Linked DNA regions of Mus musculus: regions 2, 3 and 4 are each linked to region 1. A link is a contact called in public Hi-C and promoter capture Hi-C data. All regions are on one chromosome and are shown on one strand. The core of a region is the stretch at or near the end of the contact, and the rest is flanking DNA. Distances in the headings are between cores, read along the strand shown. Region 1 holds the start of Myl7 (myosin, light polypeptide 7, regulatory). Region 2 overlaps Gm11963 (predicted gene 11963). Region 3 holds the start of Ankrd36 (ankyrin repeat domain 36). Region 4 overlaps Nudcd3 (NudC domain containing 3).

The links. Promoter capture Hi-C pulls out the DNA fragments that hold promoters and counts their contacts. A called contact is a pair of places that touch in the nucleus more often than the background predicts.
Region 2: a contact with region 1 is called in a Hi-C map of the C2C12 cell line, with 2.5 times the contacts expected there. The contact joins the enhancer-like site here to the promoter of Myl7 in region 1. A contact is called at or near these places in 8 of 39 promoter capture datasets (the C10 cell line, the SN4741 cell line, cranial neural crest and 5 more), 4 of 484 Hi-C or Micro-C datasets (the C2C12 cell line, the P5424 cell line and cortical glia), 6 of 115 datasets of contacts at active chromatin or transcription factors (embryonic limb bud, embryonic stem cells, forebrain and 1 more) and 1 of 9 other capture datasets (pancreatic islet).
Region 3: a contact with region 1 is called in a promoter capture Hi-C map of embryonic stem cells, with 2.6 times the contacts expected there. The contact joins the promoter of Ankrd36 here to the promoter of Myl7 in region 1. A contact is called at or near these places in 8 of 39 promoter capture datasets (the C10 cell line, embryonic stem cells, maxillary cranial neural crest and 4 more), 1 of 484 Hi-C or Micro-C datasets (embryonic fibroblasts), 1 of 115 datasets of contacts at active chromatin or transcription factors (embryonic stem cells) and 4 of 9 other capture datasets (adipose tissue, embryonic stem cells, liver and 1 more).
Region 4: a promoter capture Hi-C map of stem cell-derived epiblast-like cells shows a contact between it and region 1, with 3 times the contacts expected there. The contact joins the enhancer-like site here to the promoter of Myl7 in region 1. A contact is called at or near these places in 8 of 39 promoter capture datasets (the 3T3-L1 cell line, the HPC-7 cell line, cranial neural crest and 5 more), 2 of 484 Hi-C or Micro-C datasets (nephron progenitors and ventral hippocampal neurons), 9 of 115 datasets of contacts at active chromatin or transcription factors (bone marrow-derived macrophages, double positive thymocytes, embryonic stem cells and 3 more) and 4 of 9 other capture datasets (adipose tissue, liver, macrophages and 1 more).

Annotation. Positions count from the first base shown.
Region 1 is chr11:5,896,072-5,903,513 of GRCm38.p6, reverse strand. Myl7 (myosin, light polypeptide 7, regulatory) reads left to right here and starts at 4,732. Exons shown (of 7, transcript NM_022879.2): 1 at 4,732-4,753; 2 at 4,975-5,088; 3 at 5,279-5,354; 4 at 5,578-5,682; 5 at 6,116-6,194; 6 at 6,340-6,388; 7 at 6,733-6,877. The coding sequence starts at 4,751. The coding sequence ends at 6,834. Gck (glucokinase) reads left to right here. Exons shown (of 10, transcript NM_001287386.1): 8 at 259-414; 9 at 1,196-1,429; 10 at 1,700-2,694. The coding sequence ends at 1,844.
Region 2 is chr11:5,501,593-5,509,034 of GRCm38.p6, reverse strand. It overlaps Gm11963 (predicted gene 11963), which reads right to left. Exons shown (of 3, transcript NR_166837.1): 2 at 6,338-6,482; 3 at 2,786-3,555. Among named protein-coding and RNA genes, the nearest start is that of Xbp1, 15 kb to the left of the region's middle. Within about 2 kb of position 2,649, at least 121 of the 459 cell types and tissues checked have an H3K27ac peak or open chromatin away from gene starts, as enhancers often do. A contact at or near this core is called in embryonic stem cells, hepatocytes, pre-B cells and 1 more, where this site is marked.
Region 3 is chr11:5,565,262-5,572,703 of GRCm38.p6, reverse strand. Ankrd36 (ankyrin repeat domain 36) reads right to left here and starts at 3,020. Exons shown (of 27, transcript NM_023816.3): 1 at 2,575-3,020; 2 at 1,533-1,647; 3 at 1,245-1,418. The coding sequence starts at 2,777. It overlaps Gm39573 (a long non-coding RNA gene), which reads left to right and starts at 3,586. Exons shown (of 3, transcript XR_872233.1): 1 at 3,586-3,845; 2 at 3,975-4,380; 3 at 6,986-7,313.
Region 4 is chr11:6,176,605-6,184,046 of GRCm38.p6, reverse strand. All of the region lies in intron 2 of Nudcd3 (NudC domain containing 3), which reads left to right. Among named protein-coding and RNA genes, the nearest start is that of Nudcd3, 20 kb to the left of the region's middle. Within about 2 kb of position 2,991, at least 33 of the 459 cell types and tissues checked have an H3K27ac peak or open chromatin away from gene starts, as enhancers often do. A contact at or near this core is called in double positive thymocytes, embryonic stem cells, pancreatic islet and 1 more, where this site is marked.

The sequences.
Region 1 (7,442 bases), core at 3,483-5,982:
ATATACCAGGGTCAGCACAGGGCCAGATGTACCCCTCAACTGGGTTAAAACTGTGCATGTTCTCAGGACCTGAGGTTTCTGAAGCCTCTAGTTACGAATTTCGGGGTGGGGGGCAGGTTGTGAGGACAAGACCTTGGATAATGGCTTGGGGGTGGGGATGAGAGGGATCAGTGCCCCACGTGGTCACCTCCTAACCAGAATAGGGCGCTTGGGGATTTCCTGACGGTCAGCTGGCATAACCGACTGTTCTGTATCCAGGTACGAAAAGATCATTGGCGGAAAGTACATGGGCGAGCTGGTACGACTTGTGCTGCTCAAGCTGGTAGAGGAGAATCTTCTGTTCCACGGAGAGGCCTCAGAGCAGCTGCGCACACGTGGTGCTTTTGAGACCCGTTTTGTGTCGCAGGTGGAGAGGTGCCGAAAAGGGGCAGGAGCAGGGGCCGAGTGCGGGAGGAGAAGGGATGGGGTGGGGACAGAGACTGGCTCAGTGGACACAGAGGGATGAAGTGGGGTTCTAAGGGAAGCGGAGTGTTACGTCAGGGGCACCGGGGAACATGAAGCTAGGGCCAGCGCTCCTGGGCCTCTGTGTTTTATAAAAAAAAGCTAAGGATATGTTTTATAGAGCGTGGTATGGTGAGGTGGGAGGGGTGCCTCGGTGGATCCATGCTGAGGCATCCCTTCCCCGTGAGGTACCAGCCACATGACGACAGGTATAGTGTATAATAGAGTTTATTAAGAGAAAGGGAGGTAAGAAAGGAGGAGAGAGACAGAGATAGAGAGACAGAGTGTCACAGAGAAAGAGAAGAGGCCGCCAGAAACACGTGGAGAGAGGGGGGAGGGGAGAAAGGGACAAAGGGATGAGGAGATGAGAGTCTGAGAGAGAGCACCAGGAGAAGCCAAACAGTCCCTTTTATAGCAAGCCAGGCCTACCTAGCTGTTGCCAGGTAACTGTTAGGCAGAGCCTAAAAGGAATGCTAACACTGAGTGTCCAGTGACTCAGTGTCCACGTTCCCCAGTCACTCCTCACTACCCAGAGTCAGTGTCTTGCAATTTCATGCTACAGCTCGGAGAATGTGGCATTGTCATCCTCACGACAGAGAAAACCCGGGGGCTGACCAAAGGACTGCTGGGCAGGGCAGGGCATTCCCATTCCCCCAGGACCCTCAGTGACTTCCCTCCCTAATACCGCCCGCAGCGACTCTGGGGACCGAAGGCAGATCCTTAACATCCTGAGCACTCTGGGCCTTCGACCCTCTGTCGCCGACTGCGACATTGTGCGCCGTGCCTGTGAAAGCGTGTCCACTCGCGCCGCCCACATGTGCTCAGCAGGACTAGCGGGGGTCATAAATCGCATGCGCGAAAGCCGCAGTGAGGACGTGATGCGCATCACGGTGGGCGTGGATGGCTCCGTGTACAAGCTGCACCCGAGGTCAGCCTCCACCTTCGCTCGCGCTCCAACCTCCCGGGCTCCAAGGGAGGCTCCAAGGGCGCGGCTTTCAACTCCAGGCTTTTGTGAGCCGATCCTGCTTGATTCTCCCTGGGCCTGGAATACTGAATATATACTGCAGTCTGGGGTGAGGGGTGGGAGTGAAGAGGTGGGGCGTGGCCTGGTGGGGCGTGGGCTGCCGTGGCGGGGGTGGCAAAGGTGGGATCTAAAGGATGGTAGCAGAAATAGCAGCCCCATTTTCCTCCTGTTCAGCTTCAAGGAGCGGTTTCACGCCAGTGTGCGCAGGCTGACACCCAACTGCGAAATCACCTTCATTGAATCAGAGGAGGGCAGCGGCAGGGGAGCCGCACTGGTCTCTGCGGTGGCCTGCAAGAAGGCTTGCATGCTGGGCCAGTGAAATCCAGGCAAGGACAGGGACCTGGGTTCCACGGGGACTCCACACCCCACAAATGCTCCCAGTCCACTAGGGCAGGAGACCTATTCTGCTGCTACCCCTGGAAAATGGGGAGAGGCCCCTGCAAGCCAAGTCAGCCAGTGAGACAGCCCTAGGGCTCTCAGCCTGGGGCAAGGGGCAAGAGGATCAGCGGCACCAAAAGCCTTTCTTGCTAGAATCAACTACAGAGAAAGGTGAAGCACACTCAGGTCTTGCTCTTTCAGCTTCTGGCCTCCCACAGCTGTGGGTCTGGCCTCCCAAGGGAGTGCCTCCTGGACTTGCAATGGCCTGGCTTCCCTGGGAACACATCTCCATGGGGAGGTAGCTTCAGCAGCTTGGCCAGACCAGACCTGGGCCCCCAGAAGAGTAAGGGCTGCCCAGACCTGGCTGTTTTCTTGCCTGTGGCTGAAGAGGCTGCAAAACCATGGGAGACCGACTATCTAGCTACATGGAGGGGACTTTCCAGGCCACAAACATTCCAGAGACAGTCTCCTTCATATACCTCCACCCCTGAGTGGCTTACAGTTCTGGGATGAACCCTCCTAGGAGATGCCAGAGGATAGAGGCCCAGAGTCCTTGCTCTAGGGGACCTGAAGGGGAGCGCCTCACTCTGCACTGTTAGCAGGATGGCAGCTTCAACACTCACATCAGTGATCCGGGAAGAGAAGCAAGCCACCCACAGCATCTCTCCAGGAAACCACCCAGGTCCCTCTGTCCCTCATCCCTGTCAGGTTTCCCAGATGCCATGCCGCCCTCTCCACACCAGCTTGGAACCATGGGGGAGTTTTTAATTAAATATTTAAAACTACTTAAACATGGCCTGCTGATTGTTCTTTGGCCTCTGTGCATACTGATGGTGGTGAAAGCATACAGAGAAACGTCACTGATATACACAGACACTCCCTAAACTCGGCCATGTCTCAATTTGCTGTGTCCTCCAGACACTATACCCAGGGGCCTGTGAGAGGTAGGCTATAGGAATAGGAATGTGGAGGCATGGGGACACTAGGGGTACTGAATAGCCCCTGCTGGGCCCAGACCCCACCCCCACCCCCAGCTGCCCTTGCAACATGTGAAAGATAGAGGCTAGGATGCCAGGCTAGCTGCCACTCTGAGGAGGGGAGGGGTTGGTCCAGCTCTAGGATGGTCTCAGCAACATTCTATCTCAGAACCAGGGAGGAAGCAATATGGGCCAAGGCTAGGAGCTATTAAACAGTTTCTAAGGTCCCTCCAGAGGCTCTGGTAGATGGAATCTACCTAATGCTTTTCTATGCAGCATGAATATGCCTTCAGGTGAACGGACTTGTATGCGTTTAATGCACATTTATCTCTCACTGGGAACCCAGGGAGTCAAAGGCTTACTCTGTTCTCTGCTTCAGAAAAAAAATCCCAAATTGGTGGTTCTGTGGGAAAGTCACATTTTTCTTGAAATCTTGCTGTTTTCTGGTAATTCTCGTGTAGAATTGCTTCTATCGGCTTCACTTTCTTGAACCAACACGAGCATTTGCATTAACAGAGTACAACACTCATATTGGCACACTCACACATTGGAACAGATTTTCAGTCTTTCATCTTTTCGTACATACTGGGATCTGAGGCATTGTGCTGGTTTGTTTGTTTGTTTTGTTTTGTCTCTCTTTATACATCCAACTTGAATGATTGAACTTTGTTTTCAGGTAGTTAGGAGGGTGTTATAAAATATTCATACAAAAGGAGGCCTTGGAGTTGTGTGTGGTACAGACTTGTAATCCCAGCACCAGCCTGGGAAACATCGTGAGTTCCAGGCTAGCCTTGGCTACATAGCCGACCCTATCTCAAAATAAAAGAGGATGGAGTGGGACTTGAGTCCTAACAGGAGATAGTGCCCATATCCTAACTCACCTTGCATAGCCACATTGGGGTGAGGATGAACACTGAACCTAGTCAGAGACCTACTCATGATCTCCCCTAAGCTGTCCAGCTTCTCTGACTCCTCTGCCACACTAAGGTCCTCAAAAGTTGACGGCTGCTGCTTGCAACCAAAGCCCCTTGGTCCCAAATTCAGAAACATGAGATGGTCTTTGTGGGCCAGTTTCATAAGAACCCAAAACTTTTCCTGTGAAACAGCATCATGTAGGCCTGCCACGTGCCAGGGTTTCTGGATTCCAGATGTGGAGCAAGCTGGGTGCCCAGGAGAAGGCTACAGCTCTCAGTTGGGAACGTCAGAGAGAATTTGGAGGAGGAGGGTAGAGTTGAGATGGAGCTTAAGAAACACAAGATTCCGTATAGGGTGGGTACGCGCGTCTCAGCAGGACAGGCCGAGTGAAGAGCGCATGTCTGAATGTAGGGAGAGCAGCATTCGGTCACTCCAATCCTGAGTTACCCCCAAATCAAGCCAATGGTCCTGTGGGGCTCACAGCCTGGTTAGAACTGCTGTCTGTCCATTGTCAGATGGCCAGCAGGCCAGAACTCAGGGGTTTTATCTGACCCAGGGGATTCAGGCCAGAGACCATTCTCAGAATCATGTACTGCTTCCCAAGCCCAGAGTATAGACAGCACTAGTCAGGTGAGAGGACGGTCAGATGCAGGCATCACAGGGAATCACACCACCATGACCTGGACTAGCACACGTTTGGAGCGTCTCTGACCAGGGAAGACATGGAGCCTGGTCACAAGAGATGGATGGGTGGATCCTAGGATGTTACACTTGGGGGCCTGAAGGTTACCAGGAGTGTGAATAGGATCTATGTGGAGCCCTGTCTTTCTCCACCAGCGGGGGCTTCCAAGTTTAGCCCAATCATCCATTCCTCTCCTTATTTGGGCCTCTGGGTGATAAGGCTGAGACATAAAGAGCTGGGTGGCACGATCACTCAGTCAGACCGCCACAGATCATGGTGAGTGCTGGGTGGGGAACAAGAGACCAGCCACACCCAGGTGCTAGTCTCTGAGCTGCCCTGGGACAGAGCCAGGGACTTGTGTGCCTGTGCTGGGCTCAGGGAAGTGATCTCGGGTGGGGAAAGGCACCTCTCCCTGGCACTCCCACGAGACTACATGAGGTAGGGAGGAGGTCTTTGGAGAACTGGAGAGAGGACCCCTCTGATCATCAGTATTACAGGCCAGTAGGAAGGCTGGGACCCGAGGCAAGGCTGCAGCCACCAAGCAGGCACAACGTGGCTCTTCTAATGTCTTCTCAATGTTCGAACAAGCCCAGATTCAGGAATTCAAGGAAGTGAGTAGCCTATCCCAAACAGCCTCTCCCCGATCCGGGGAGCCACTTCATACCCCATGCACACGGCTCTCCTCTGAGGGTCAGTGCTCCTGCCTCCAACCTCGCTCATACTACCCGAGACTCTCCCTTACCCGCCATCCCTGGAAGAGATGGGGTGAGCAGCTCCCACCTGCAGGCCATCTCCTCACAGGCCTTCAGCTGCATTGACCAGAACAGGGATGGGATCATCTGCAAATCAGACCTGAAGGAGACCTATTCCCAGCTCGGTGAGTGGGTCCAGGAGCAACCTCCCAGGGACCCGGCTTGTTCACCTCAGGCACTTGCTCCGAGAGAGGACAGTGCCCCGCCCTTTCTCTCCTACTTAGCCTCATTCAGGCAGGAATCCCCCTCCCCCACCTGCCACACAGCTAGAGCTGCCCCTGCCTCTGCCCTCACTGCCTGGGAAGCCCGGGAGGGCGGCCTGGGTCACCTCAAGACCTACTCTCCTAGGGAGGGTAAGTGTTCCGGAGGAAGAGCTGGACGCCATGCTGCAGGAAGGGAAGGGTCCCATCAACTTCACCGTCTTCCTCACACTCTTCGGGGAGAAGCTCAATGGTGAGTTGGCAGGAGGTCTGAGTCTCCTTAGCCACAGCGCAAACCCGACCTCACCTGACCCGGGAGCCCCACGTGAGGCTCAACCTAACTCCCCTGAAACCTGTGCACCCTGCCTGCCCAGGGCCAACGCAGAGGATGTGGAGCGCCTGAACTGGCTTGGGTTCAGGAAATATCCACTTCCTAATCACAGTTTTGACTTCCCAGCCGGGCCTGCCAACCCCTTTGATGCCCAAGAAACACTCTGAATTCCGACTCAAGTCTCTTCTGCACCCTCCAATCTACCCCACCCCACCTTTATTCACTCGGTATAGCCGGAGCCCTTCAGGCCCCAGTACAAAGAAGCTCCCTTGTACTCCAAGTTCATCCTGGGTGGGGCCTCGCGGCAGGGGATCTGAGAGTTCACTTGGCTGCCTCGCCCCGCCCCCCCCTCCAGGGACGGACCCCGAGGAAGCCATCCTGAGTGCCTTCCGCATGTTCGACCCCAGCGGCCAGGGGGTGGTGAACAAGGAAGAGTAAGTGAGGCCCTTTCATGCCCCAGGGCGGGCGCCATGGGGAAACCCAGAAGGTGGTGAGGTTCTTTGTGCGCCTCAGGCAGGTGAGCAGCTCTACCCTGGGCCCCAGCCTCGCACTCCCAGCTCAGGCATTCTCTCTCCTCAGGTTCAAGCAGCTTCTCATGACCCAGGCAGACAAGTTCTCTCCTGCTGAGGTGAGACACCCAGACCCACCAACTCCTGTTCCTGTCATGACCCGCTGCCCCCCCCCTCACGCCCCCCACAGGGCTGTGTTGGTGGGAGCCAAATGGATAACAGGATCTTCTGAGAAGAGATATAGGCTCTGTTAAAACCCAAAAGGGAGGACGCAGACTCCCAAGAGGGTGGGTTTATCTATGTGGTGAGCCCTTTGGCCCCTTCCCCATTGGGCCTGTTTCCTAATCTGTTCAGAAACAGGAAAATCCAGCAGACTGCAGTTTGGGGTTGAAAAGGCTGAGTCCGGAAGCACAGCTGTTGGGACAGGGTATCATAGGGTGACATCTCTGCTGTCCCCCTGCAGGTAGAGCAACTGTTTGCGCTGACACCCATGGACCTGGCCGGCAACATTGACTACAAGTCTCTCTGCTACATCATCACCCACGGGGATGAGAAAGAGGAGTAGACAGGCTGAGGTCACCTCAATAAACTCTGTGCCTGAACTAGAACTGAGGTGTTGGCTTGACTGTGGCAGATGGGCTGGAGAGGGACCCCACATGGTACCACCTTGAGTCACCCTACACCACCAAGTAAAATATGAACCTCTATTTTGCCCACGGGTGAACTCCAAGAGAGGAAACGGGGTACACACAACCTCCATGAGGCCCAGGAATGAGCCACAAGTGGGCAACCCAGCTCTTGATGTCTGGGGAAGGAAGAAACATCTTGCTGGACCCTTTCTGCCCAACATCCAGCTAGAGGATGCAGCCCCAGGGACTCCCAACCACATAGCCTTCCCGTGCACTCAGGTCTACTGCCCACTCTTCTCTTGATGTGCTGCCTGTGTGGGCCTATGGGAAAACCACAGGCAGAACTCAATGCTGGCTCTGCGGTGCAAGCCTTGCCTAGCATGTTCTATGTCCTGGATTCCATTCCCAGCAAGCACCTCTCCCTTAGGTGGGGGAATCACAATCATATTGGGATTATAGGAAGATTTTGACATGATGGGACATGATGCTGGACGCAGAGCCAGATCACATGCAAATGCTGAAAACTGGTCTCCTGCTTAATGAG
Region 2 (7,442 bases), core at 1,400-3,899, 390 kb after region 1:
CCCAGAGCAGACCTTGAAGGTAGCGGCTGCCTCTGGTTCCTGCCTACATCTATCCGCCTGACAATCAGCTAGTCAGGTGTAGAAATTGTTCTGAAGAATGGGCACAGAATTCAGCATGCTTCGTACCACGATTTTCATGTGCATTTTGCTTGTGGTAATGCCACAACTTCGGCAACAAGCAAACAAATAAATAAACAAAACAAGCAAACAATAAGCCCATCACACTGAGGAGGACTAACCCAAACACACCAATCAAGATGAAAAGGACTGGACTTAGTGGTACACTTCAGAAGTTGAGGGAGAAAGATTAATTCAAGGCCAGCCTGGGCTTCGAAATAAGAATCTGTCCAAAACCAGAGAAACGTAGAGAGGAAGTTGGGATGACATTTTATCGTCTCACAAACTTGGAACTTTTAAACACTTAGAGCCATTAATTCTGTGTGTCTGAGTGTGAACAGGCATACAGTGTGCACGTGGCTATACCTTTGCACTCCTGTGGAGGTCACAAGAGAACTTGTGGTCATCAGCTCTTCCATTCCATAGAGGGTCCCAAGGACCAAACTCGGATCAGGCGTGGAGCAAGTGCCTTACCCTGAGTCATCTCACTGGCCCCCAAATTCACTCTTAAATAAAAGATGGGTAGGTGGGGGGAGGGTGTGGGGGACTTTTGGGATAGCATTGGAAATGTAATTGAGGAAAATACGTAAAAAAAATAAAAAAAAAGAAAATAATAGAAGTTGAGGGAAAGTTAACTGCTGTATTTTAAAATCAAAGACGTAAAATTTTGTTCTAAATTTACAAGTTATTTTGTACAAATTATATTCTTCCACTATTCAGTTGTGAATTACTGGGCCTCATAATGTGTTTAGAAATAGACTCTAAATTCGTAGTTTTTAAATGAAACTCTTAAATTATCCTTAAATATGTCCCTAGCATACATTCCTAAGAAATGTCATGTCGAACAGATTTGAAGCTTGAGGGACCTTTCTTGTTTTACCAGACAGTTGTCTTTCATTTTAGAGAAGACTAGCAAGGTCTGTAGAATTAATAAATATTGTACAACTTTGCAAGGAAGGGAACTGCCAATAATTATCTATGCAGCTGCTAATAAAAACAAAATAACATTGTAGTTAAGAGGATAGGACGAATCCATGTGTACAAAATTTACCTGCTTAAGATTCTAGGGGATACCAAGGAACAACATTTATAGCAAAACTTTCTTCCTATTACAATCTTTTATTAAGTCCTTCATTTAGTGTAGAGGCAACCATGTTAATATTCAAAACAATAATTAAATTAAAATGACTGAGTGTTGTAATGTGCCTTGAAATGGTCAATTCTTATCTTTCACTCTTCCCTTTATACAACAAGATATAGTCGTCAAAAATTCAAATAAAATCACTTTATCTTCAAAAAAAAAAAAAAAAAAAAAAGATGGGTAGATGTAATCCTAGCACTTAGGAGTCTGAAGCAGGAGGATAGTCTCAAGTTGAGGCTAGCCTAAATTACATAGCAAGACCCTTTGGGGGAGGGAGGGAGAAAGGAGTAAAATACCCAAGCTTTCTTAAATGATCCAGCTGAGGATGAAGAACAAATTCTTATATAAAATTCATTTCTCTTGTGAAATAAAATTTGAATGTTAATCTTGCAAAAAGTGCCAGGGGAGAAACAGACTAAGCTGTGTTTACAGAGGCTACAGATACAACCGTGTATAAGCTACAGATACAACCCTGTAGTTTTCTATGCTATATTTTTTAAATGGTGTAATTTACAAGGTTGAAAAAGTAAGAAAAGCTTGAAATTAAATAAGATTTAAAAGATAAGTAAAGCCAGGGGGTGGTGGCACACACCTTTAGTCCCAGTACTGGAGAGGCAGAGGCTGGCAGATTTCTGAGTTCAAAGCTAGCCTGGTCTACAGAGTGAGTTAAGGACAGCTAGGGCCGCATAGTGAAACCCTGTCTCAGAAAAAAAAAAAATTAGTAAAATGTATTAGCCTGGGGTTTATCGTGTCTTTGAGAATGTTCTTCTAAAAATGCATCGCATTTATTTGTTTATTAGTTGTGTGTGTGCGCGCACGTGTGCGTGTGCTGGAGAGCATGTTTCTGTACATATGGCAGGTGTGAGTGTGGAGGTTAAAGGTCAACCTGAGGATGGATCAGGCTTGGTGACAGGTAATTTTAGTCACTGAGCCATCTTGATAGCCCAAGAGTTTTTTGGATTTTGGTCTGCTTTTTTTGTTTGTTTGTTTGTTTGTTTTATTTGTTTTTTAACCAAATATTTTTTTTTTAAAGATTTATTTATTTATTTATTATATGTAAGTACACTGTAGCTGTCTTCAGACACTCCGGAAGAGGGCATCAGATCTTGTTATGGATGGTTGTGAGCCACCATGTGGTTGCTGGGATTTGAACTCCGGACCTTTGGAAGAGCAGTCGGGTGCTCTTACCCACTGAGCCATCTCACCAGCCCCCTTAACCAAATATTTTTTAAAAAAAACAAAAAACCTGGTTTTATGAGGTGAAACTGTTTACATGGGGGGGGTGGGGGGGCGGGGTTAAGAGAGGAATGCTAATCGGTCAGAGGTGTTCTGGTCCTGAGTAAGCACATCTGCCCATTCTTTGTTGTACTCTTGTCTGATGGCTTTAGGAAAACATGCAAGATCTCTGCAGGCACTCTTGGTTTGACCAGTTGCATTGAAATCTTTTGACTCAGTCATGGGGGCGGGGCGGGGGTGGGGACGACGACGGAACCAGACCCCAGGGAAAGCGATTTCTTCTTCTCATGCTTTTGTTTTCTTTAAAGCCTGGTTTATTTTCGTTTCATAGTATTAATCTTTTCTTTACAGAGTTGGAGATAGGAGCCAGGGCCTCTCCCGATGTAGGAAAGCACTCTACCACTGAGCGACACTCCCCGTCTGTCAGCCGGATGTCAGTTCCTGAGCAGTTTGAACTTTGAGATGTTCCGAGTGTGGAGGCAGGAAGTCCCGGGGTCAGAGTGGTGTTTCTTACGATTCTGTGACCATTGACCTCTTCTGGGAAAGAGTTGCGTGGGTTACTTCCTGAAGTTCACTGGTAGTTTTTAAGGGTTCCAAGAAGTTCAACCCTCCTTTGGGAGGTGGGGTTTTGCAGAGTGCTAGAGTCGGCTTGCCCAGGGCCTGGAAGTGCACAATCAGGAAAAGGTTCATTTTGCTGAACAAAGGTGTCCACTCCCAGCCGCGGCAGAGAATAAATCCAGTTTGTTTGTTTGTTTGTTTGTTTTAATGTATTTTGTTTGTTTTGTTTTGTTTTTTCCATTTTTTGAGGCAGGATTTTTCTTTGTAGCCCTGGCTGTCTTGGAACTCGATCTGTAGACCAGGCTGACCTCAGACTCGGAGATAGATCCCCCTGCCTCTGCCTCTGCCTCTGGAGTGCACCCTGCCACCCAACTTCAGATATAAATAAATTTTAGCTATCCATTGTCCCTAAGTCTTCTGGACTCAGGTTCAAAGGCATCAAGGAAAGCCAGTTTGTCTTCTTTCTTTTAAAGAAGTTTAACCATCATGGCTCCTCTTCATCACTGAGGAGAAAAGAAATCACTCCATTGGCACTGAAATTTCTGAAATCTTTTATTTTGATATGATTTAAATTTTACCCAAAAAGGTCTAGAGAGGCAGTGCAGTGGTTAAGAGCACTCGTTGCTCTTGCAGAGAACACAGATTGGATTCCTACACCGAATGGTGGGTCACAGCCATCCCACCCGTAACTTCACAATCAAGGGATCTAATGCCCTCTCCTGACCTTTGAGAGGACAAAGCGTATACACACCTGTAGAAAAGATACAAAGGGGATGAATACATCTGATTTCACTTTTAATCCTTTTATTTGACCACACACACACACACACACACACACACACAAGCTGTGAGGGCTGGAATGGAAAGAAGCTGTCTAACAGCAGAGCGGGGGTGGGGGTGGGGTGGGAGGGTGTGAGCGCGAACTCTGAGGAGGCTTAGGATTTCAATTCCACAACAAAGACCCACATGGATATGGGAGGACAGAACCAACCTCAGCAAGTTAGTGATCCTATGAAGTCTGCATGGTGTGTGCATACACAGACACTCACACTCACAGACACACAAACACACACACACATACACGTACTCACAGACACACATATACAAACACATATACATATACACACATATACACAGAGACACAAATACACACAGACAGACACATATGCATATACACACACTCACACACACACACATATACACATACAAACACACAGACATATACACAAATACACATATAAACAAACACACACATATACACATACACTCACACAAATACACATATATATACACACAGAGACACATACATATATACATACATACATACATACATACATACATACATACATCTCACTTACAGAAATACAGGAGAACACTGCTAAACAGGTAGAAGCCCTTAAAGAGGAAACACAAAAATCCCTCAAGGAATTACAAGCAAACACTGCTAAACAGGTAGAAGAAACACAAAAATCCCTTAAAGAATTACAAGAAAGCACAACCAAACAGGTGATAGAATTGAACGAAACCATCCAAGATCTAAAAATGGAAGTAGAAACAATGAAGAAAACCCAAAGGGAGTCAACTCTGGAGATGAAAGAAATCAGGAACCAATCAGCAACATAATAAAAGAGATGGAAAAGGGAAACTCAGGTGCAGAAGATTCCATAGGGAACATGGACACAACAATCAAAGAAAATGCAAAATGCAAAAAGCTCCTAACCCAAAACATCCAGGAAATCCAGGACACAATGAGAAAACCAAAACTACAGATAATAGGAGTAGATGAAAATGAAGATTTTCAATGAAGGACATGTAAATATCTTCAACAAAATTATAGAAGAAAACTTCCCATACCCAAGGAAAGATATGCCCATGAACATACAAGAAGCCTACAGAACTCCAAATAGACTGGACCAGAAAAGAAATTCCTCCTGACACATAATAATCAGAAAAACAAATGCACTAAATAAAGATAGAATATTAAAAGCAGTAAGGGAAAAGGTCAAGTAACATATAAAGGCAGGCCTATCAGAATTACACCAGACTTCACTGGTGTGACTCTGAAGCAGTAGTTGAGGGCTCACATCTTGATCCACAACCATGAGGCAGGGGCGGGGCGGGGGGGGGGTGCGACTTGGAATCTCACAAGGCTGTTAAAATTTCAAAGCCTGTCCCCAGGGACACCCTTCCTCCACAAGTCTAAACCTTCTCATCCTTCCTAAACAGTTCCACCAACTGGAAACCAAACATTCAAATACATGAACCTATGGGGCCATTCTCATTCACACCATTCCAGTGGACAGAGGAGGAACTGGAAGGGAGGGAGGGAAATTGGAAGGAGACTCATTCAAACACATTAAAAAGAGGAAATAAGCCGGGCTGGTGGCGCACACCTTTAGTCCCAGCACTTGGGAGGCAGAGGCAGATGGATTTCTGAGTTCGAGGCCAGCCTGGTCTACAAAGTGAGTTCCAGGACAGCCAGGGCTACACTGAGAAACCCTGTCTCAAAAAACCAAAAAAAAAAAATAAAAAGAGGAAATAGTATTTTTGTTTGCTTGTTTGTTTGTTTTGAGACAGGATTTCTCTTATGCAGCCCTAGCTGTCCTGGAACTCACTCTGTTGACTAGGGTGGCCCCAAACTCATATCTACCTGCCTCTGCCTCCTGAGTTCTGGGATTAAAGGCATGCACCACCACTGCCTGGCAGAATAATAACTTTTTACATATTGTTATTTTATTTTATCTTATTTTATTTGAGAGAAGGTCTCACTGTGTAGCTCTGGCTGTCATAGAACTCACTATGCAGACAGATTGGCCTCAAACTCTCAGAGGTCCCCCTGCCTTTGCCTCCTAAGGGTCTAGAGTTGAAGGTATGTGCAGCCTGGCACCCTTGGCAGTTGTTTAAGTTTTTGAAACAGCGTCTCGGAGTGTTAAACATAGGCATGAGTCACCAGTGGTCTCTGGTCTCGGTGTTGGTTCTGATGGCCTTGGTAGTATATGCACCTGGCGGGGTGTTTTGAGATTGGTTCCAAAAAAATAGTATTTATGTGAACAACTAAACTTGAGTCACCAAGGTCACCTTCAAAGACAAAGAGGAGGTAGGTTTGCGTGATGTCAGGGTCTAGACTTCCTGAGAATGTTCTAGGGACACTCTAACCTTTGAAAACAACAACAACAGTAACAAACTCTGGTTTGGTGAATAAAGGAGATAGGAGGAGAGAGAAGAGCTTCAGGAGGAGGAAGAATTGCATTTACTTCACAGGGCACTGGGAGAGAAACCACTCACCTTCCAGTCCCAGGAACAGTCGTCCCCTGTGGCTGGGCGTTGGCTTGTGAAACGGCCACACAGGGCGGGTTGTCAGGTCTCCCACATATGCTGGTTGAGCAAGTGGGATGAGTTGCTTAATCTCTCAGAGCCTGTTTCCTTGTCTCTAAAATGAGATTGCATAAGAGAATGCTTTAGCCCAGAGTGTGTCCGAGAAAGCATGGAATAATGCTAATTACTGTTGTTACCAACAGCGACTCACGCACTGCCAACAGGCATCCATCCTCCTCTGTCTTCCAGCAAGTCCAGCCTTCCCTCCCTCTTTCAATATCTGGTTGCCTCTTTCTCTCTAGTCCTTGGCCAGAGGTCAAAGACAGAATCGGGGGCCTGGTACTCCCAAGGCAGGCCATCTCCTCTTCAGCCTTACCTCTGCTCCTCCAGAGATCTGTCCAAGAAAAGCAGCACCTCCCAGAAGGCTAACAGAACATTCCACAGCCAAGTCTTTCAAAAAGAAATTTATTCATTCATTTATTTTTATATACATTGACATTTTGCCTATATGTATATCTGTGTACCATGTACATGCAGTATCCCCGGGTCCAGAAATACAGACAGTTGTGAGCTGCCATGTAGGTGCTGGGAATCAAACTAGGTCCTCTGAAAGAGCAACTAGTGCCCTTAACCCCTGAGCCATCTCTCCAGGACATCCCTACCCCTGCTTTTTAAGATAAGATCTCTCACTGGGACCCAGAGCTTGGCAATTGGACCAGGCTGGGTAGTCAGAGAGCCCTGGGGTTCTGCCTGTCTCTGCCTCCCCAGCCCTGGGATCACAAGTTTGTGCCAGCACACCCAGCTTTTTTTCATAGGTGCTTGAATGGCAAACATTCTATTGACTAAGCTATCTTCTTCCCCCTGCCTTTTGAAATAGTCTCATGTAACCCCAGCTGACCTTGAAGTACTGAAGATAACCTTCAGTTTCTGATTCTCCTGCCTCCACCTCCTGTGCACTGAAATTACAAGCTTGCTCTACCACCAAAAGAACACCCCACCCTGGTCTGCATGCACTATAACAGCACCAGCAAATGAGATACCCCAACTCCTGACCCTGCCTCTTTATTTTTTTAAA
Region 3 (7,442 bases), core at 1,771-4,270, 330 kb after region 1:
AGTTTTTGCAAATGTTTTCCTTTCTTGAAAATCATGTTTTGCCAACTCAGAAGTCCCATGAGATATTTTAAATATTTTTTAAAGAAGATATATTTCTTTTTTGTTTTATGTGCATGGGTGTTTGGTCTATATGTGTGTGCCTCCTGCATGCAGTGCCTGTGGAAGTCAGAAGAAGGAGACCAATCCTCTGAGAAACTGCAGTTACCAATGGTTTTGAGGGATTATGTGAGTAGGGAGACCTGAACCTGGGCCCTTTGCCTAGCAAGTGCCATCTCGTATGCTAAAAACAAACAAAACAAAACAAAACAAAGCAAAACCCAAAACAAAAAATACAATGTATTGTTCATCTGCCAGCAAGACATAGAGACTTGAGAGCAGAGTTTAAAATCTTATCTAAATGGTACTTACTGACAGAAATTGGGAATATATACCCCCAAATTAACTGGTCTTCCCCTGGTTTCACCCATAACTGCCACTATCCCAGCTCCTGGCATTTGACTCTGAGTCCAAACACTGAACATGCTTGAAGCTCAACCATTCCCTTCTCAGGTAAAAATGAAGACACAGTTTTCCAAACATACAAACAGGGCAGAATTAAACCACACGACTTTCCTTATCTTTGCCAATGAGGACCGTACATTCCGACTCATCCTGCACTTTTAAGATAATTTTCTTCTCACCATTTTTTGTGACCCAGCCTCACCTCAGGGAGAAGTCATTTTAAAGTGTCACTAGCAGTATGATTTTTCATTTACCATAAAGCACTTTTGTTTGAGTTTTCGGGTCAAGTCTGATTCTAGACAGTTTCATTTGTTTGCTTGTTAAAACTGGGTCTCACTGGTTACAGACTGGCCTCAAACTCACGGAGATCTTCCTGCCTCGGCTTCCCAAGAGCCAGGATCAAAGGTGTGAGCCACCATGCCTGGCCAAATTCTAAGAGAAATTTTGTTTTCATGTCTCATTTTACTCTCATTAGAAAAACTGGTGAAAATATTTAAATTATATTTTAAAAGAAACTTTGGTGACCTATTTGAAGAATATTTAATGTAATATTAATACAGTTTTCTCAAATATTTTTATGGATACATAAAATCGTGTGCTCTGAAACTTCCTTTGTCAATTAACTTATTCTAAACCATTTTTTTAACCAAAGAATTCTCGCTTTCAGCTTCTACGTGTGGAAATGGTCCCACATATTGTTCAGGCAAATGCCTTTTAATTTGGGATATAAAACTGCGTGTTACCTTTGTCTTAACTTCGGTGTCTGCATTGAATGCCAGAAGCTTGGCGGCTATGGTGGTGTCCTTGTTGTAGACCGTGTAGTGGAGGGAGGTGTTCTGATGGATATCGACGGCGTTGGAGTCGGCGCCGTTCTCTAGAAGAATCTTCACACAGATCTCGTGCTGGCGCTGTGTGGCCTGCGGGGATTGTCCCAAGGAAACAGACTCAGTTCAAGAAAGTCTAGAATTATAATCCACACCTCAGAATCCGGGGGTTGTGCTAGTTCATCTTCTGCCCCGCTTGTTGGTTACCTTGATCAGAGCTGTGCTTTCCTCTCGGTCTCGGGCTTCGATGTTGCAGTCATACCACAGCAAGAGGCTCACCATTTCTGACTGGCCGTGAGCACAGGCGTAGTGAAGAGCAGTCCTGGGAGAGAGAGTGCGCCTGAGGGCTACTGTGCAATGTGAGGAGGCAGCTCACACTTTTCGGAAGCAGAATAGCCGGTTTTGACATTCTTTTTTCTATTTAGCAGTGCTAAGAAAGAGCAGTTAAACATGGAGGACCCCGAAGGAGAGGGCATTGCAAGAGACACGGGAAAATTTGCAAAGGAAGATTGGGAACGTGTTGTTGACTGCGGTCGTCCTGAACTAGGGACCACATTGGCAAGCTCCAAGGCTTTGATGGTCTCTTAAGATGTGAAGGCCACCAGTGGACCATCTGCTTCTGCATCAAGGAAGCAACCGAAGCTAATGGAGCACCTGTGGGAACTTTGGAGCTTCACGTACTATGTAATGAAGATGGATGCTAATCAAACTAGCCCACTTCAGGGCCAGGCGAACTAATGGATGAATCAGCATTGGTTAATAAAGATGGCTACCCTGAATAACTGGACGTGAAGCCCTGCTGACACTCCAGCCTCCGTGTAAGGTCCCTCAATAAATAACTTATAGTCCTCCGTTACCGTGAAATAAAAAGAATATGGAATTTTATTGAATGAACTTCCTTAGGACCCATCGCATTATTAACTTTTTCCATGTGCAGGAGAAATCACATTTAAATTGTCAAGAGTCTTCTAAAAACAGAATTATATGGGGTTTGGAAACCGACTAAACTAAATGAGTTTAGTTTTTTATTTGCTTCTCATGAAGAGTGTCTGGGCTCTGGACCCATCCAGGGTTTCAGATGCTGAGGCACCTGTGGTAGGAAGAAAGGCTAGCACCTCCTGTTAAAGCAGGCCTTAGCCTCCCTTCTCCACTCCCGAGGCCAAGATCAGTTTCCTCTCCTTAGGCCCTGCTGCCACTCATTTACCCCTGTTCTGGGCCACCTCCCAGCTCCCACCCCGCACCCTCTAACCTTTTCTTCCGGTCTGTAACGTTCACGTCAATATCCCCAAATTCGAGCATCTTCTGCACTTGGGGTATGTCCCCCACGCTTGCAGCTTTGTGGATCCTTTTCACAGGCATGTACCCAGTGAGGTACCTGGGAGGTTCTTGGTTCTCAGCATGCCTAAAGCTCAGAAAGCCCCAAGGCGAGTGACCCTTGAAGATCTTCTTCATGGCTCAGACTGTGGCCCTTCACCCTATCTCTACCCCTCCAAAACTCAGTGTTTATAACGCCTTCCTCCCTCCCAGTAACAACCTCGGTGCTCACAGCAAACCAGTTCTTTCAAGTCCCAGTCTTAGCCACCGCCAGCCAGTCCCAAAAGAGAGCCAACCAAGTCTCAGAATCTCGCCAGGATGCGCCCACAAAAGAGCCCCAAGGTTTAGCATCCCTCCACCTCTTAGGCAGTTGGCAGGACTGTCGTTGCCCAGCAACACCGTGTGCACGTGCTCCAGAGACCCACCCCCCACTCCCCAGGCAACCAATCAAAGCACGTAGCCAACAGTGCTCAGCACGCATGTGAGGCTCAAGAGCAACTGTGCCTTCAAGCATCAAACGTGTGCACCACTAGGCAGATGGTCCCGATGCTTAAGGCCTACTCAGTCTTGAAACATAACTCCCTTTAGATAGATCTACAGGCCTCTAAAGTCTAGTCTCCAAGAAAACCTTCCTCAGAATTCGAACTTGAGGCCAGCATCATCTTGCATGCCCAGCCAGACTGGGTGACCGTAGTAGGACCCTTTCCTAACAAGCAAGCAAGCAAACGAAGAAATCTCAGAATCTCCATATGTTTACACACACCCCTACCCCCGCTCCCAGAGACTAGCAATTGCAATAATAGAATGCTGCATTAGTGGTTTCGTAGACGGTGACAGTATTTGTGGTGGTGTGCGTGCTGGTGTGGAGGGAGCTGCACACTGTCCAGATAAAATGAGATCATGCGTCTGCTGCCTCTCGCCCACTTATTTGCTCCTCAGCATGGTCTCTGCTCGATGTTTTTTCCTCTTTAAATCTTCAGGGTTTATTTGGATCACTGTGTAATATTTCAAACTTTACCTTTTGATTGACTGTTGTCTCAGAAATCTCTTTCCATTTATGTTAGAATGACACTTTAGGCAGCTGGATCCTGTGTCATAGCCTTGCCCCATTGTCCTGGTCCTCCCTCTCCCTCTCCCCCTCCTCCTGGTTCTACATTTCTCCCATCTTTCTGGCCACCACACACCAACTCCTCATGTATACTACTGGTGAGTAGCAGTTTCCAGCCAGGATTTGACTGAATCTCTAATTCTCTGCCCTAGTTTTTGGCTAATATCTTCTCCACATTCTGTATTCTTTACTGTGTATTTGCCTTCCACTTGCAATCTCCCCTCCAGATCCCATCGTCTGCCTGGGCCCTGTCTCACACTTCCTAGGTGCCATCGACGACAGAAGCAGGATCCAAATTCACTGCTACCCCTAGCTCCAGACCATGCAGATCATCCATGCTGTTACCCAAAAATCAACGGTGCCCAGGAGGGTCGAAGTAGAGAATGTAACACCCACCCCGCTCTGCATCTGCCCTGCTTCACAAAGAAAGACCCAAGAGATGAGCAGTGGTGAAGTAGCCTGCATTAACACTGTGAAGGAGCCTCAGAGGAAGAGATCCAGACCTGACCACTAGCCCCACCATGTGAGGAGCAAGTGTACCCCTGTATGAGCAAGCATTCTCAATATGAGCGCCATGGTCAGGTTAAAGAGGACAACTGCTGCCCCCCTTCCCCCCCGCGATTCATGAGACTGGTGAGGCCTCCCCTGGTTCAAGAATGAGTGTGGACAGTGTGTACAGGAGATAAAACCCACAGCTTCCTCTTCCTGATGTCAGCAGCTGAGATGGCTCCCCAATAGAGACACCCCTACCCAGATTAACTAACCCTTGCTCAGCTACAGATAATAAATATGTCGAGGGTCTAAGACACCATTACATTGCTGTGAAGAGACACCGTGACCAAGGAAACTCTTTTTTAAAAAGCATTTAATTGGGGACTTGCTTACAGTGTTAGAGGGTGAGTCCATGAGTATCAGCGGTAGGACACAGGCAGGCATGGTGGTAGCTGAGAGCTTTGCGTCCTGATCCACAGACAGCAGGCAGAGAGGAGAGTGAGAGAAGACTGGACTTGGTGTGGACTTTTGAAACTTTAAAGCTCACCCCTAGTGACACGCCTCCTCCAACAAGGCCACGCCTCTCATTCCTTCTCAAACAGGTCCACTCCCTGCTGAGTAAGCATTTAATTTATGGGGCTATGGGAGCCATTCTCATTCAAACCACCACACTGAGTTTCCATCTTGCTAGTGCATCTCTCTCAGAGACCGCAGACCACCCAGTCCCAGCTTTTCTGTGTTGTGTCATCTCTTCAGTCTCTGTCACTCCATTCAGGTCAATCCCAAAACCACGCAGGCCAAGAAGCCTTCAGTGTCGCACCTCCAGAGCATTGTCTGCCTTCAGACTGAGGAAAGCTATGATAGTCCTCTCACCTTACATCACACAGTTTACAGTTGCTGGGACTGTGTGAAATGCTGTCAATTTCACTTCTTCCATAATGAATGAAGCTCGGCAAACACTGGGGCAAGGTTGGTAGGCAGAAAAGGGAGATCACTTAGAACAAGAGAGGGCAATGGACATGACCTGGGTCCCGAAGGATGATTTTTTGGGAAAAGGACAGGCCAATCAGGTGATATAATATTATATATACCAACGCCCATAATAAAACCTCACACTCTGAACAGTACCTATGCAAAACTGATAACACTCTCCAAACAAGGAGCACAGGCTCCTAGCCCCAGCATTCCTCTGCCCGGCACCAAGCCCAGTCCCTTGACAGCCAAGGTGGATGTCAAAGCCAGGAACAAAGGGACAGTGGACAGCATGGCAGGGGACCCCATCACTACTTCTTCCTCCTCTTTCCAACAAGATATGTCTTAGGCACAGACAAGCCTTCTCAGATGCTAACTTAAATCACCATTCTAATGACAATATATGAGTGTCCTTAGCAGTGGCAAACAGAAGGTTGCAGCTTCTGGCTTAAAGACACTGGATATGATAATCTAAAAAGACAGTGGGTGTCAAATGTACCCCCTCTTTTTTGAATAGGGTCTCACTCTGTAGCCCCACTTATCCTGGAACTCACTATGCAAACCAGACTGGCCTGAAACAGAGAGTTCTCTGGTCTCTGCCTCCTGTGTGGTGGGAGAGATTAAAGGCCTGAGCCACCACACCCAGCCCACACTCCCCAAATTAAAACCAATCGAGTTGATTAGATCTAATGTGATTGAATTAAGTCATCCAACTCCAGGAGTTTACCAAATACTGAGGATGGGGCACCAAACCTCCAGCAGAAAGGTGCCAGAGGTTGAACAACCACAAGCTGAGACCAGCCTGGGGTACAGACAGACCAATCTCAAGAGAAAGGGAGGAAGTAAGGAAGTCAGTCAGCCAGTCAGTCGGGGAAGAGAAAGACTTCCCCTCAGCTCAGCCCCACTCTTCACAGTGTTGTGGGGGCCCACTGTCCCCTGCCACTCATGCAGGGACCTCCCATCCATGTTTGCCCTTCCACAGGACTACTTTCATCCTCCCCAAGGCCTTGGTCCTTTCTCCTGAAAACCCATTTTGAATGTCAACACTTGGCCATTCATCTCCAAACACCTCATGGGCCAGTTCTCTGTCTTCTTGCAGATAATAATAATAATAAGTGAAGATCCTAAACCCCTTTTCCTACAAGGAATCTATAGGGCATACTCGATAACCACCTTCCTCTTCAACCCAGATAGAATGTGACTTTTTACCCAGATAGAATGTGACTTTCTAGGCCTTCGCAGTAATCACAGTGAGAACCAGAGGTGCCTTGTTGTTAAGTGTAGAGATGATTTTAATTACCTATGATTTTGGATCCTATGGAAGGACCATTAGACTGAAACCATGTGAGGTGGTGTACACTCCTGAGTATTGATGCAAAGCCCCTGCTGTGTACACTGTTGAGATGAATGCACGCTAAGGGTTCCTACAGCGCTACTCGCCATAACTAAAGTTATGGGGCAAATCTAGGTGTCCCAAAAGATGGAGATGGATAAAGAAAATGTGGTGTGTAGCTCAATGGAATCCTTTCCATCCACAAAAAAGAATGACCTCATAACATGTAAGGAATATGGGTGGAGATAGGAATATTCATATTGAACGAACTAGGCCAGTCTCAGAAACAAAAATCAAGCTTTCTTTCACTGTGTGAATCCCTAGAATAGATTGTGGTCACATTACGTCATGCATGTAATAGGATATGAATGACTAATGTTTCCCTGGGAGGCCATGTTGTTAAACTCCTTTCTAAGCACTTTTGGGTGTTTGTCTCCATAGATCTGTGTGGTTCTCACCCTGGATCAAAGAAGTTTCTTGCTGCAGAGGCTGGAAGTTAATGAAGAGTCAAAGCTGTTCAAATGCTGAGAAAGGAGACCATGAATGATCGATCATCTGTGGAGGGAATATCTACACCAACCCTCTCCTGACAAGGCTCAGGAAACATCAAGGAAGAGAGGGTGGAAGAGAAGAATGCTGTAGAAGGCTGGCTTCTGGACAGGACATGGCTATTCTACACAACCTCACAGCAGCTTTGGTCATGTGCTCCAGAGCTCCACAAGTCAAAAGAATTAAAATACCAGAACAAGAGCTGAGAAGTGGTGGACCAAGCCTTTAGTCCCAGAAGTGGGGAGGCAGAGACAGGCTGATTTCTGTGAGTTTGAGGCCGGCTTTGTCCACAGAGTGAGTTCCAGAACACAGGTAAATCCTGTCTCAGAAAAAAAAAAAAAATCTTGCA
Region 4 (7,442 bases), core at 1,742-4,241, 280 kb before region 1:
CATTTGTTCTTGTGGATGGTTTTCTGTTACTTACAAACACGAAACTATATATTTCTTTTGTTTGGAAAAGATTCTGATGGATTTCTAACACATTTTAACACTTGGTAAGAGTCATGTTTAATCATTTTCCCTAGACTTTACTTTATAGGAATTAATTTTTCTATATGGAATTTGATTGAAAGTTTTACAGGGACCTTCAGTTCATGTTTTGGAACAGGACGGGCTGATAGCTTTATATATATTTTTTTCAACCTAAGAATAGAGCATGTCTTTAAGGTTTGTGTGGAATTTTAATGTGTTTTTTTCCAGTAGAGAAACTGGAAATGAGACTTGTATCTCTTCTTGGCTTCTAAGTCTTTTACTTAATTTTGTTTGGTTTTGTAGGTATATAGACTGTTTAGTATTTATTATGTTTAGTGATAAATTATATTTTATTACTATATAATGACTGTCTTTAGTAGTAAATTATATGTATTTTTTTGCACTTAGAATTTTAAATGTAAGTGTATTTTTCTCCCTGTCAAGCTTGTTGCCAGGCAACTGAAAGGATGGAGCTGACAATCACTAAAGCACAGGAAGGAAGGCTTCTGTGGGAGATGGGGGTGGGGGAGTTACCGCTTTATTGACTTAAGGAATTGAGACTGACTAGAGGTCTAGGTGGCATTTCAGAATGATCTGTGGACATGGGTTTGGAGTTTTATGACGATCAGGACTATTGCATTTAAAGCATTCATTCACATTTAGATGCAATGGAGGCTGGCTGAGGCTTGGAGTGTCACTGAGGCAGCTTGAAGATGAGAGGTCTTGGGACTCTCCTAGGAAGGGACTTTGTCTACCTGTTTGCAGGGGATCCTAGTACTTGGCACATAGGTGGCACTTGGTGAACCTGGATTTGGTGATCTGAAGAGACTATTGTGGAGGGAGTAGGAAGAGAGCTTCAGAGAGGGGAATGAGCCTCTCTGAACTGGTGTGTTCAAGTCAAGCCTGTGGTAGCAGCATGGTCAGTTTTGTGGGGGAGCTAGCTCTCTTTGGTGTTTCCCTCGTCCCTGTGTGGAGAGGCTACTAGGAGAGCAAGATTGTCAAGCCCCACACTGTTCTGTGCAAGGTAGGAGACCACTATGGTGGTGTCCAAAGAGGTGCTGGCACTGATGACTGTGCCACATAAGCCAGGAGCTGCATTGCCACCCTGGGCAACTTTGCCAAGGTCATTTGTTATGGCATCTCCTAGACCTACAATACCTGACCCCCAGACTCTGGAAAGAGACCGTGTTTATCAAGTCTCCTTACCAGTACACTGACCATCTTGTAGAAACCCATACCAGAGTCTCTGTTCAGAAGACCCAGGCTCCAGCTGTTGCTACCACATAAGAGATTCTATATAAGAAAAATAAAGTGAAATGAGTATGAAGAAAAATTAATAGAAGAATAAAATACAGTGATACTAAGTACAATGTGTTCACGTTTTCAGCCAAGTGTTATTATATGAGTCAAAGTTTAAAAAATTAATAAATTTATGAAATCAATAAAGGCATATTAACGTTTATTATAGAAGAAAGAAAACGTTTTTTATGAATAGTATAGCTAAGCCAATGCTGAACTCTAGTGTAGTGCCCAGTTTAACCAGGCATCTGTGCTCACACCCACTCACTCACTGGCTCACACAGAACTTCCAGTCCTGCAATCTCTTCATGGCAAGTGCCTAGAAGGTGTATCATTTTAATTTTTACACCCTATTTTTTGCTGTCCTTCTATTTTTAAACATTAATATTCACCATTATGTTACAACTGCCTGCAGTATTCAGTACAGTAACATGACGGTCAGGCTTATGAATATACTACCATCTTTATGTAAGCACACTCCATGATGTGTGTACCACAGCTAAATCACCTAACTGTGCAGTTCTCAGAACTTACCACACTAAGAAATGTGTGACTGTATTCCAGGTTTTTAAAAATTAATTAATTAATTATATGAAGTCCACTGTATCTGTCCTCAGATACTCCAGAAGAGGGCATCAGATTTCGTTATGGATGGTTGTAAGCCACAAACAAAAAACTAAGGCCCACTGAGTTGCAGCAACCCCTGAGAGCCAAGGAGCTAGCAACCGAAGGTAGGGTCTTCAAACTCACTCTTCATCCATAAGAAAATCTAAGGGGAGCAGAGGATGGAATCAAGAGGGGAGAAATGAATGTGATGGCTTTGAGTGTAAAGAAGCAAAGCCATGGGCTGCAGAGGTGGCTTGGAGGTTTAAGAGCACTAGCTACCCTTCTAGAGGACTCAGGTCCAATCTTAGTGCCCAAACAGTGGCTAACAACCATTTGTAATTCCAGTTCCAGGGAAAAATACATACACACACACACACACACACAAACAGCAGACAAAACTCACGGATATAACTCTCTTTTTGGCCGGGCAGTGGTGGCGCACGCCTTTAATCCCAGCACTTGGGAGGCAGAGGCAGAGGCAGAGAGAGTTCTGAGTTCGAGGCCAGCCTGGGCTAAACCGAGAAACCCTGTCTTAAAAAACCAAAAAAAAAAAAAAAACCAAAAACCAAAACAAAACCCAAAAACAAAAACACAACCCAAACACCTCCCCCCCCAAAAAAAACCCCCAAAGACCCCAAACCAATTACACAACCCAATTACCTCAAGAAAGAAGCCCATCACTGGTCAAAGTGGAGAGAATAAGAGTTGAGTCCTCAGCCACAAAGGAGACATTTCTACACCCCTCAGGGAACACTGAGGGAATCAAAAGGAGAAAAAAGTCAGAGGTGAAGAAATGGGCTCAGTCCTGTGGAATGCTGACTTCCAGCCATAACATGGCTACTGCATGCCCGAAAACCCCGACAGCTGTGGCTACTTACACAAGACTGACCCCAATAGCATCCACCGTGGAGGAGGGAAGCTCCTGAGGTCCTCCTACCCTTGAGGAGTTATATACAGGCAGCTGTTGCTGGGAGAGGGAAAGGTGCTCCCTCCAGTGTAGTAGTGCACCCTGCTGGTCAGGTGCTCATCTGCTTATGAACCCCTCACTTCCGCTCCTTCTGTGATTCATGTGGGTCATTTAAAAAACAATAGGGCCCGCCGGCAGGATGGCTCAGCTAAAAGCACTTGCAGAAGTCTGACAATCTGACAATTTAATACCTAGGATCCAAAGTAGAAGAAGAGAACCAACCCCCACAAATTACCTTCTGGCCTCAACATTGCACACATCCATACAAATAATTAAAAAAGAAAAAATTAGCTGCGCAGTGGTGGCACATGCCTTTAATCCCAACACTCATGAGGCAGAGGCAGGCGGATTGCAGAGTTGAAGGCCAGCCTGGTCTACAGAGTGAGTTCTAGGACAACCAGGGCTAACAGGGAACGAAGACCCAAAATAAACAAATGGAATTATTAATAAAGATGTGAAGGTAGGAGGACTAGAGAGGAAGAAGGGTTCAGCAGGAGTGGGCTGGACAAGCAGGGACAATGGGAGTTGAACTTGATCAGTGGACACTCTACAAGTGTGGAAATGCCACAATGAAACCCACGACTTATAATTAATACATAAATTAGCACACAATAAACAGCTGTGCTGTCAGAATCCTCAGAACCTCATTATTTAGGGATGCACCCAGGAAAAGTCAAGTGATGTCAGATTTTTTTAATGGGTAACCGAAGCTGCGTCTAAGACCACTGCCAAATTCACTGAGGACACTTCAGTCTCCTAATCCTGGGCCCCTTGGGGCCCTCCCGCCAGTGCAGCTTCTGGTTGCTGTTTCCTGAGGAAGAGGACACTGTTGTCTTTCTTTGTATCATTACTTGAAAGCTGTTTCTGATATATGTATTTTTAAATTTGTATTTGTGTGTGTGTAAAGCTAACACCCACCCACGTATATACCGGATTAGGATATCAATATTACTGTTCTCCACCTCCATAGCTTGTTCTCCTGGAAGGTCTTTGGGGTAGTAACATGCATGGATGGAGCTGTCACCTCCTTTCAAGACAGTGCCTTTTTGGGATCTTCCTGAGAACCTGCCACAGGGTGAGGAGCTGCTTTTCCCTTTAGAGATCTGTCTGGAGGTTGCTGTCCATGGAGGTTGCTGGCTTTCTTTCCCTTTTCATAGTAGATATGCTCTAGCATATGGTGTGCCATGAACATCCCTCCCAATTAGGGGAGAAACTGGGTGTCGGGCCCTGCTTCAGACATTTTGCGAAGCTGTTGAGGCCTGTAGCAGCCTCTCCTACCTACACCTCACCCTGCGCTTTCTTATCGCTGTTTCCTTTTACCTCGTATTGTCTTCAGCCTTGTGAGTTCAGCTATAACCTTAGGATGTATATGTGCTCAGTTTCACAGATGTGTTGGGTTTGTTTATTGGATTCAACCAATGTGGAATGAGTAAACGTTTGTTTCAGAGTCTTGAGGCAATGAGGCTGAGGGTGTCAGCTCAGCCCAAGCCCTCTGCCCAGTCTCCACTGGCTCTGTTAGGGCGGTCAGGAGCTTCTGACTTACTGGCTCTTTGTTCCCTTGAGTTCTCATGCAGTTCAAGTCAGGACGAGACAAAGGAAGGGTTCTTCCTGGCCACCCACGAGTGGGAGTTTTAGAGTGGGTGTTGTGCTGTCCCAGAGTTAAATGAGCAGCTGATTGTGTCTGGGCACAGTCTGCCTCTGAAAGCAAACCCCACTGATCTGCGGGTGGAACCGCTGTGCTGTGCTGTGCTGTGTGTGCGTTGGAAAGGACTCACCTCCTTCCAGCGCCTTCTGCTGCCTAGTGTTTGTTTTTCATCTACCCGTTCTTCACTAGGGTTGTGGATTCTGGTCTCTTAGTGGCAGTACTGTCTGCTATTGGGATCTAGGGAAGACCTCAGGCAATTTTCTTGCATCTCTGGTCTGTTGAATGCAGAGAAGGAAACATACTAGGACTCCCTTCAGCCTTCAGTAGGTGGCCAAACCCATCAAAGTGCAGACTAGAGTCTTCTCCTTGGGAGGCCAGTGCTCTCTTCCTGTGACCTGCAGGGGTCTGCATCAGTGGGCTGGTCATGTGCTCTCCTCTTGGGGACTTTGTAACCTGGTGGTCCTGGGTAGCAGCAGTTCACTGTGTTCTCCCTACCCCCACCCCCTGCTTGGCTTACCCAGAGCTTCCTGTTAGCTGCTGCTAGAGCTCCACAGAGCTAAAGGACTCTCCTGCCGCTCCTTTGTCTCTTGTAGTTGAAAATTTCCCCTTTCTGTAGTTGTTAGCCAGTGTCAGTTCCTGCTGCTGCTGCTCCTCCTCCTCACTAGCCTTGGTGGGTAGTTACTGGCTGCATTTTCTAGAATGACTGCATAGTGTTCTGCTTCATCAGCCGGGCCTGTGGGTGGGAAGAGTTTTGCTGGATAATCTTGCTCCAGCTGTCTTGATCTCTAGTCTTGCAACTTTTTTTCCAATGGAGTTATGGGGGAATGGTGGCTGACTACAAATGATTATGAGAATTTGAGCATTTCTTTAGAAATAAGGTTAAGGAAAATTAGAACAATAAGAGTTTAAAATGTTTCCTGGAAATGGGGTAGCTGTGATGTGGACCTGTTTGCCCTGCCTGGGCCTGAGTGTACCCTTGTACCTACTTGGCTCCAGACACTTCTGTCCATAAGAGGTCTCCTGATACCCTCACAATCCATCCCCAACACAGATATTTGCAGTTATAATTCAATTTCCAAAATTGTGCTAGGTGTTTAAAATGACCATGTGGCAGAGTGTTGTTAGTGCCGTGAAGGTTTCAAGCTCCTCACTTCCCACATGGGTACCCGTTTCCATGTTGTGCTGGAAGAGCAGACTTGGAGTGTGCTAACAGGCTGCTGGCTACCTTGTACTTTGCTGTGAGGTATTGTGAGGAGGAAGTACTACAGATTTTTGATAAATTTGGCTCTGTGTTAAATAGTTTTGCAAGTTTTTGCATTTGGGACCCTGTAACCCAGCTTCTAAGGAACTATTTACCTACAGAGCTAGGAGATGAGCTACAGCTTCCCAGCTAGACAGGCCATAGGGAGCGGGAGCAATGAAAGTGAGTGTGCCGGCTAAGCTGAGCATATGAGTATCTGCTGTCCGTCCATCCATCCGTGACAGCATCTGCTGTCCATCCATCCGTGATAGCATTGGGTTTCGATTTCACACACTGTCAGGTTCATTTCTACCATTGTAACACTTTGGAGGTTTTTGTTGTTCTTTACTTTTTGAATATGTAAATCACTTTTGGAGTTCACAAGTAAAAACATTTCAAAGTGTGAGTTCACATTTGTTGCTTTACATTCTTTCTGCCTCTTGCTCTCTAGAGAACAGTTTCTTTTTTTAAATTAAATTTTATTATTTTACTTATTCACTTTACATCCCTCTCACTGCCTCCCTCCCAGTTACTCCCTCCCACAATCCTTCCCCCACCCCTCCATCCGGGTGGGCCTCCCTAGGTTTCTCTTTCACCCTGGCATTTCAAGTTAGAGAACACCTTTTGAGTTTTAGTGAATTCTGGTGAATTTCTGTCTTTTCCCCCCTTCAGAGGTAAATAATACAGCATCCATATATGCACAAGCTTTTTCTTATTTTTGTTTCTTATAAAAAAAATCATATACTCTCTATGTTCTCAACATTTGACTTTTCAGCTGACCACAGGCTCTGGCAATCCTCCCTCACTGGAGGTCTGTTCCTATGACTGTAGCATTGGCCCCGTGTAATAATGTGTGCAGTGCATGGCAAAATGACCAGCCAGCTTTCTATGCAGGGCAGTTTACATGTTGTTCCAGTGTTTTGCTGGGACATGTGTTATAACAGTGATAACTTCATACTGTGTGTTGTTTTAATTTGGGGGGAATGTATTCTTAAGATGAATTCCCAGGAGTGGGGTGCTGATGACAAGGTAGTGCTGTCCAAATCCCTTCTGATAGCTGTACAGGGTTGTATCCTTGCCATAATGTTATGAGAGGCCCAGTTCCTGGAGTTGGTCAGTCACCGGGTGGGTAGTTAGGATTTGAATTAGATTTATTTGGGAGGTAGTGCACACTGATGTTTTAATATTTATTTTAATAGCTAGCCGTGGTACTGCACATCTGTAATCCCTGAGAGGGCAGAGACAGGAGGATTTGAAATTATGTTCAGCTTTGGCTATATAATAATTTCTATGGCTACATAGTAATTACTATGCTTACTTGGGCTATGGGATATACTATCTCAAAACTGAAACAAGTGGGGAGGTTCTTTTTGGGAATGAGCATTTAGGAAGCAGAGGCAGGTGGGTCTCTGAGTTTCAAGGCCACCCTGGTTTACATAGGTCAGGACAGTCAGAAAGAAAAAAGAACCTAGAAATAGTTTTTATTTTGTGTGAAGATACATGCCTATCACTTCATGTTCAGGAGTCATTTTTCTTGTCTCTTCATTTTTTATGTTGGGGTTCTATTTTCTACTTTATTTTTAAAGAGTTGTATATGAGAGGAT